2 separate regions of the Mus musculus genome follow, and region 1 is linked to region 2. A link is a contact called in public Hi-C data. All regions are on one chromosome and are shown on one strand. Each heading gives the region's core, a stretch centred on a gene start, on an enhancer-like site or on the middle of the called end of the contact. The rest is flanking DNA. Distances are from core to core; before and after follow the strand shown. Region 1 has its middle 32 kb from the start of Mbnl1. Region 2 has its middle 11 kb from the start of Gm33650.

Region 1 (2,700 bases), core at 201-2,700, 150 kb after region 2:
AAATAATCTCACAAAACAATTTAATTTGTTATATAATATGAGTTTATAGATAAAATTTGATAAGAAATGAATAACAGGGATCAAATATACACAATACACAACATAGGTTATGCTCTGAGTGGTATGGCTAAAACCAAGATATGCATATCCAATTGATCACACAACTTACATCATGGGTAGCAAAACAATGGAGAGAATTTGAGTGGACTTTTTGTCTTTATGTTATATTACAATCCTTAAGAACGTACCTTTTGTTTTGTAACCTTCCAATAATATTTTTAGGTGAATATTTAAGGCCCCCCTTACAGATGAGGAAATGTCACAGAAATAATGGTTGCCTTGCTTAATGAATAATAGAAGCAGATCTTTGATTTTATTTTCTTCCACATTACATGGAAACACCTAGGACTTTGTAACATCAAAACTTCTCCAGGAAAACATGCATTCTGAAGGGAAAGATTAAGAATTGGTTACTATTTGCTAATGGAAACTTCAAGTAGAAACATGTTGAAAATACAGTGTGATGAGACAATTTATCAGACTAAATTATGAGAAAAAGCAGTATCTAACATTTACACAGCTAGAAGCTCCTATGAGAAAATCAGAGAAGGCGAGGAGGAAGCCCAGAATGGAAACTCAACTTCCAGGGAGAGGAAGTGGTCAGTAGAGGGCATGTGCTGAAAAGTGATGGCAAGAGAAGCCTTTAATGTGTTTGCAGTTTGGTGACAGAGCTCATTTCCTGACTAACAAGGAGACTTGGTGAATAAGAGGAAGCAAGAATACAAATGCAGAAGGACAGTGTGACACGAATAAACTTAATAGTGTTCCACTTCCTCCCAACATTAACCGTGGCAATAGAGGATGTATCATCAAAACTTCTCCAGGAAAACATGCATTCTGAAGGGAAAGATTAAGAATTGGTTACTATTTGCTAATGGAAACTTCAAGTAGAAACATGTTGAAAATACAGTGTGATGAGACAATTTATCAGACTAAATTATGAGAAAAAGCAGTATCTAACATTTACACAGCTAGAAGCTCCTATGAGAAAATCAGAGAAGGCGAGGAGGAAGCCCAGAATGGAAACTCAACTTCCAGGGAGAGGAAGTGGTCAGTAGAGGGCATGTGCTGAAAAGTGATGGCAAGAGAAGCCTTTAATGTGTTTGCAGTTTGGTGACAGAGCTCATTTCCTGACTAACAAGGAGACTTGGTGAATAAGAGGAAGCAAGAATACAAATGCAGAAGGACAGTGTGACACGAATAAACTTAATAGTGTTCCACTTCCTCCCAACATTAACCGTGGCAATAGAGGATGTATCATTTTGTGTGTGTGTGTGTGTGTGTGTGTGTGTGTGTGTGTGTGTGTGTGTATCAAAAAGAACTGGAAGCAGAGGCTCAACCAGATACTTGCACAACAATGTGTAGGTCAGCACCCTCCATAACCCCCCAAGGGAAGAAACAACCCACTGTCCCCTGACAGATGAACAAAATGTGGCATATTCACACAGCAGAACTCTGGCCAAACTTGAGAAAAGAAGGTAACTTGGACAGAGGCTAGACACTTATGAACCTAAATGAAATAAACCAGACACAGGAGAGCAAAGACCATGTGAGTCCATTTATGTATAGTACCTAGAATAGTCAAGTCCTGGAAATAGAATAGTGGTTGCTAGGGAGCACAGGGAGGGCAGGTTGTTGTTCAGTGTTCATAGATGAGAAAGTCCTGAAGGCTAAGAGCTAAAGGTTCCAAAAATGTGGATGCACTTGATGGCTTCAGAAGGTACAGATAACATGCTAAAATGGTGAAATCTATGTTACATTTGATACAAACATAGAAGAAAGACACGAGGAAACAGTGTTGGTAATTACCTCAAAAAATTCAGATGAAGAAAAAGAGAGCAGTAGGCTGGATTAGTTAGCCAGAGCAAAAGTTGGGAAGCTGGCAAAACCTCAAGCATAGTCACCAAAATAAATGCACAGAAGCATAAATGCTCATCTTCTAGACAGAAGAGACAGAGTACTGATGTCAGGAAAGAGACGTAACTTCTGTGGTCCACCCATTATCTAAAATGGTAATATTTCAAGATTTTCTCACAGTAGAAGCATGAGAACAATTGGCACCAAACCCTACTTATGCCAGTGAGTGTTTTCTGTGTCCTTACCATGAACATTAATTACATCACCATGAGATCTATTTTCTTCTTGAATTGCCAAGAGTGTTCGCCTTTTCCTTTTGAGGGAGTCCTTCATGGCTTCTCTTGGTACATTAAAGTGGGTAGAGCATCACTATTCTAGAATGTTGGGGTCGTTATCAAGTAAAACAGGGTTACTTGAGTACAGGTCCTAAGACAGTGTGGCAGGGCTACTAAGAACCAAAGTAGATAATAATTGACTGTGGGTAGGTAGTGCGCACAATGTGGGTCCACTAGGCACATAGAGGGAGTCTGGCATGGGATTTCATCATGCACAGAATTCTGGCAACTTAAAATTATATATCTGTTTTAGTTAGGGTTTTATGCTGTAAAGAGACACCATGACCATGGCAACTCTTGTAAAGGAAAACATTTGGTTGGGACTGGCTTATAGTTCAGAGGTTTACAGTCCATTATTTTCATGGTGGGAAGCATCGCAGCATGCAAGCAGACAGACATGATGCTAGAGAAGAAGCTGAGAGTTCTACATCTTGATCCACAGGCAACA
Region 2 (2,700 bases), core at 133-2,632:
GCTCTGTGGCTCCCACCTGTCCCAGAAGCTTTTAGCTTCTGTATTCAGTACTCTCACCTGTGCAGAATACACTCGGCGGGGTCCTGGAACCAAGATGTCTGCTGCTGATGCTCAGGCAAAGCGCTCCTGGGCTGGGTGGACCCCTTTCCTCTGGCAGGGAAAGTGGCCAGATGTCTGGAGCCTGTGCAGAATCGAAGTTAATATTGTTAGCCACTCAATTTATGTTTGCAAGTCAGAGAGACACAGAGACAGAGACAGAGACAGAGAGACAGAGAGAGCAATGCCACTCACTTATTAGTAATAGAGACATTTCAAAGATCTAGTAAAATAAATTTGAGCAGAGAAATTGTGTCATTTCTAACCTAGTGACTCTAAGCAAATTACTTCAAGTTTAATACAAAGGTTTCTTCCAAAAATATTATAGGTATAATCAACAGAACAACAAGTGAAGCAGTGCTGTTTAGCATGTGCTGGTTTTTGCAGTAGTACCTTCCTTGCTATAGTTTAATTAAAGGTCAACAATTTGTTGATCTTCGAAATGTACCAGTAGCAAGTGATAAACAGTGACAAATTAACCTACAGAAAACTAGCATGTAACTTTTTTCATGTTATATTGATCGCCATTGGAGAGACCTGTTTATAGTCTCAAAGCATTAAAGAATCTACCACACACCTATATACTAACATTGCCAAGTAATGAGTATACAAATGCCACATTTTAAAAATCAGTTAGCATTCAAACTCAATAACAGTGACCTTTGATATGTGGCTTTGACCTCAGTGATCTTCTCTCAAAGATGACAGTATCAAGGATGCTTGGGGACACTGATATTGTTCCCATGTTTATCCTTACTGAAAGCCATAAGTGGCCCTGAACATCCTTAACTTGGACAAGCACTTTTCCCCTTGCGTATGTACATACATGGGAAAGTTAGCTTCCCTTGCTCCTCTTTTGAGAGTTCTTCTCCCTGTCTTTTGATGTCTGTGCACACATTGCTTACAATTGACTAGGATTTTCCCCAGGAGAGTAATCAGGGAGGGTCACCACCTAGCTCCTCCAGAGCAAGAGACTTCTCACTGTCACCCCACATGAGGCACAGCTGCCCTCTCCAGTATCAGGTTTAAAGGTATCGTCATTAGAATTTCCATTTCTGTGAAGACACAATGACCAAGGCTACTCTTAAATAGGCAAACATTGAATTGGGGATAGCTTACAGTTTCAGAAGTCTAGTCCATTATCAGGCAGGAAGCAAGGCAGCAGGAAGGTAAATATGGTGCTAGAGGAGTGGAGGAGAATTCTGCATCTTGATCTGAAGACACTCTGGAGGAGAATGTCTTCCACAGGCAGCCAGGAGGAGGCTCTCTTCTGCACTGGGTGGAACTAGAGCATAGGAAACCTCAAAGCCAACACCCATAGAGATGTACTTCCTCCAACAAGGCCACACTTACTCCAGCTATGCCACACTTCCTAATAGTGTCACTCCCTGTGAGCCAGGCATTCAAAACATGAACCTATGGGGACCAAACCTACTCAAACCACCACAAGGAGTGGTGATCCCTCAACACAAGGTACTGAGTGTACCTTCTTGCAGAGTCCAGAAAAGGCAAGAAATGATCCACTGAATGTTTGAATGGCTATATCCAGACCACAACAACATAGGTGGTATTGGTGGTGGTAGCAGCATAAGCAGTCTGAGAGATATTTTTTTACCTTTGTGTCATGTGACTCATCACCTCTTAGACCTCTCTAGGGTGTGGTAGTCTCAGAAATGGCTGTTGAGAGTACAGTGATAATTCTTCTGTTAAATTTCTCCCCCTCATCTCCTCGAATTCCTACAGGTCATGTTTCAGTAGCTGAACTTTCTCAAGGCCCCACACCCTCTTTGACAGTATCCCAGGAGCAATAGTTGCAATCAGTTCCCATCAGTCCTACTGATAGTTAGCCTTGTCCTCAGTTCAGACACTGGATAACATGAGCTTATCTTCTCTACACAGATAGGTGTGGGACATGGTGGAGTGGAGTAAATATTAATTTCCTAGGAAAATAAAGGAAATATAAAGGTGGTGGTACTTTCTATTATGAGCACTGTTTAGTCTCTTATAACAGTGCAATCAAATCCAGAATGTCCTTTATATATACATCCTAAGAAGGATGTATATTTCTCATTACCTTAATATTGGCTATTTCATGTAAACAAATACATTGAACTTATTTTTAAGTCTATTCAGCTTGAAACCCTTAATTCCTTACAAATGTGTCTCTCGTTAACTTGCCAATGAAAGTCATTATCAGATAAATTATTTCGCAATAATCTCTCTAGTTAAATATTATTTTGCTTCCTAACTGGAGGGCGGGGTGATTAATTCATTTGATGTAGAAGGAGGCACAGAAATAAATCAACATGAAATTGGGGCCACAATCTCATTTAAGAGCTAGAAGAAATAATTTTGATTGGAATATTATTTTCAGAATAAAACCAAGATTATAAAGATACAATAAAATATAATCTAATAGTTAACCCAACTTAGTTTATAATTGCAAATGTGATTAAATTCATAGCAAAGAGAGTAATTTTGTATAAATCACTGGGAAATTTATATTATTGTATAAATGTTACATTGTATTCTGTTAAAGAAAATATAAGGCTTAAAATAAATGCTGCGGTGAAAATAGTAGGATTGGTAACACTGGGGAAAGAT

The links. A called contact is a pair of places that touch in the nucleus more often than the background predicts.
Region 1: a Hi-C map of bone marrow-derived macrophages shows a contact between it and region 2, with 4 times the contacts expected there. The contact joins two enhancer-like sites. A contact is called at or near these places in 9 of 39 promoter capture datasets (the C10 cell line, the HPC-7 cell line, HPC-7-derived erythroid cells and 5 more), 1 of 15 datasets of contacts at CTCF or cohesin (pro-B cells), 22 of 484 Hi-C or Micro-C datasets (B cells, CD8 T cells, the G1E-ER4 cell line and 15 more), 14 of 115 datasets of contacts at active chromatin or transcription factors (the 230-238 cell line, CD8 T cells, DN3 thymocytes and 8 more) and 3 of 9 other capture datasets (adipose tissue, liver and macrophages).

The regions. Positions count from the first base shown.
Region 1 is chr3:60,468,146-60,470,845 of GRCm38.p6, forward strand. No RefSeq gene overlaps it. Among named protein-coding and RNA genes, the nearest start is that of Mbnl1, 32 kb to the right of the region's middle. Within about 2 kb of position 1,451, at least 51 of the 459 cell types and tissues checked have an H3K27ac peak or open chromatin away from gene starts, as enhancers often do. A contact at or near this core is called in the G1E-ER4 cell line, acute myeloid leukemia, adipose tissue and 4 more, where this site is marked.
Region 2 is chr3:60,319,004-60,321,703 of GRCm38.p6, forward strand. No RefSeq gene overlaps it. Among named protein-coding and RNA genes, the nearest start is that of Gm33650, 11 kb to the left of the region's middle. Within about 2 kb of position 1,383, at least 33 of the 459 cell types and tissues checked have an H3K27ac peak or open chromatin away from gene starts, as enhancers often do. A contact at or near this core is called in the G1E-ER4 cell line, acute myeloid leukemia, adipose tissue and 4 more, where this site is marked.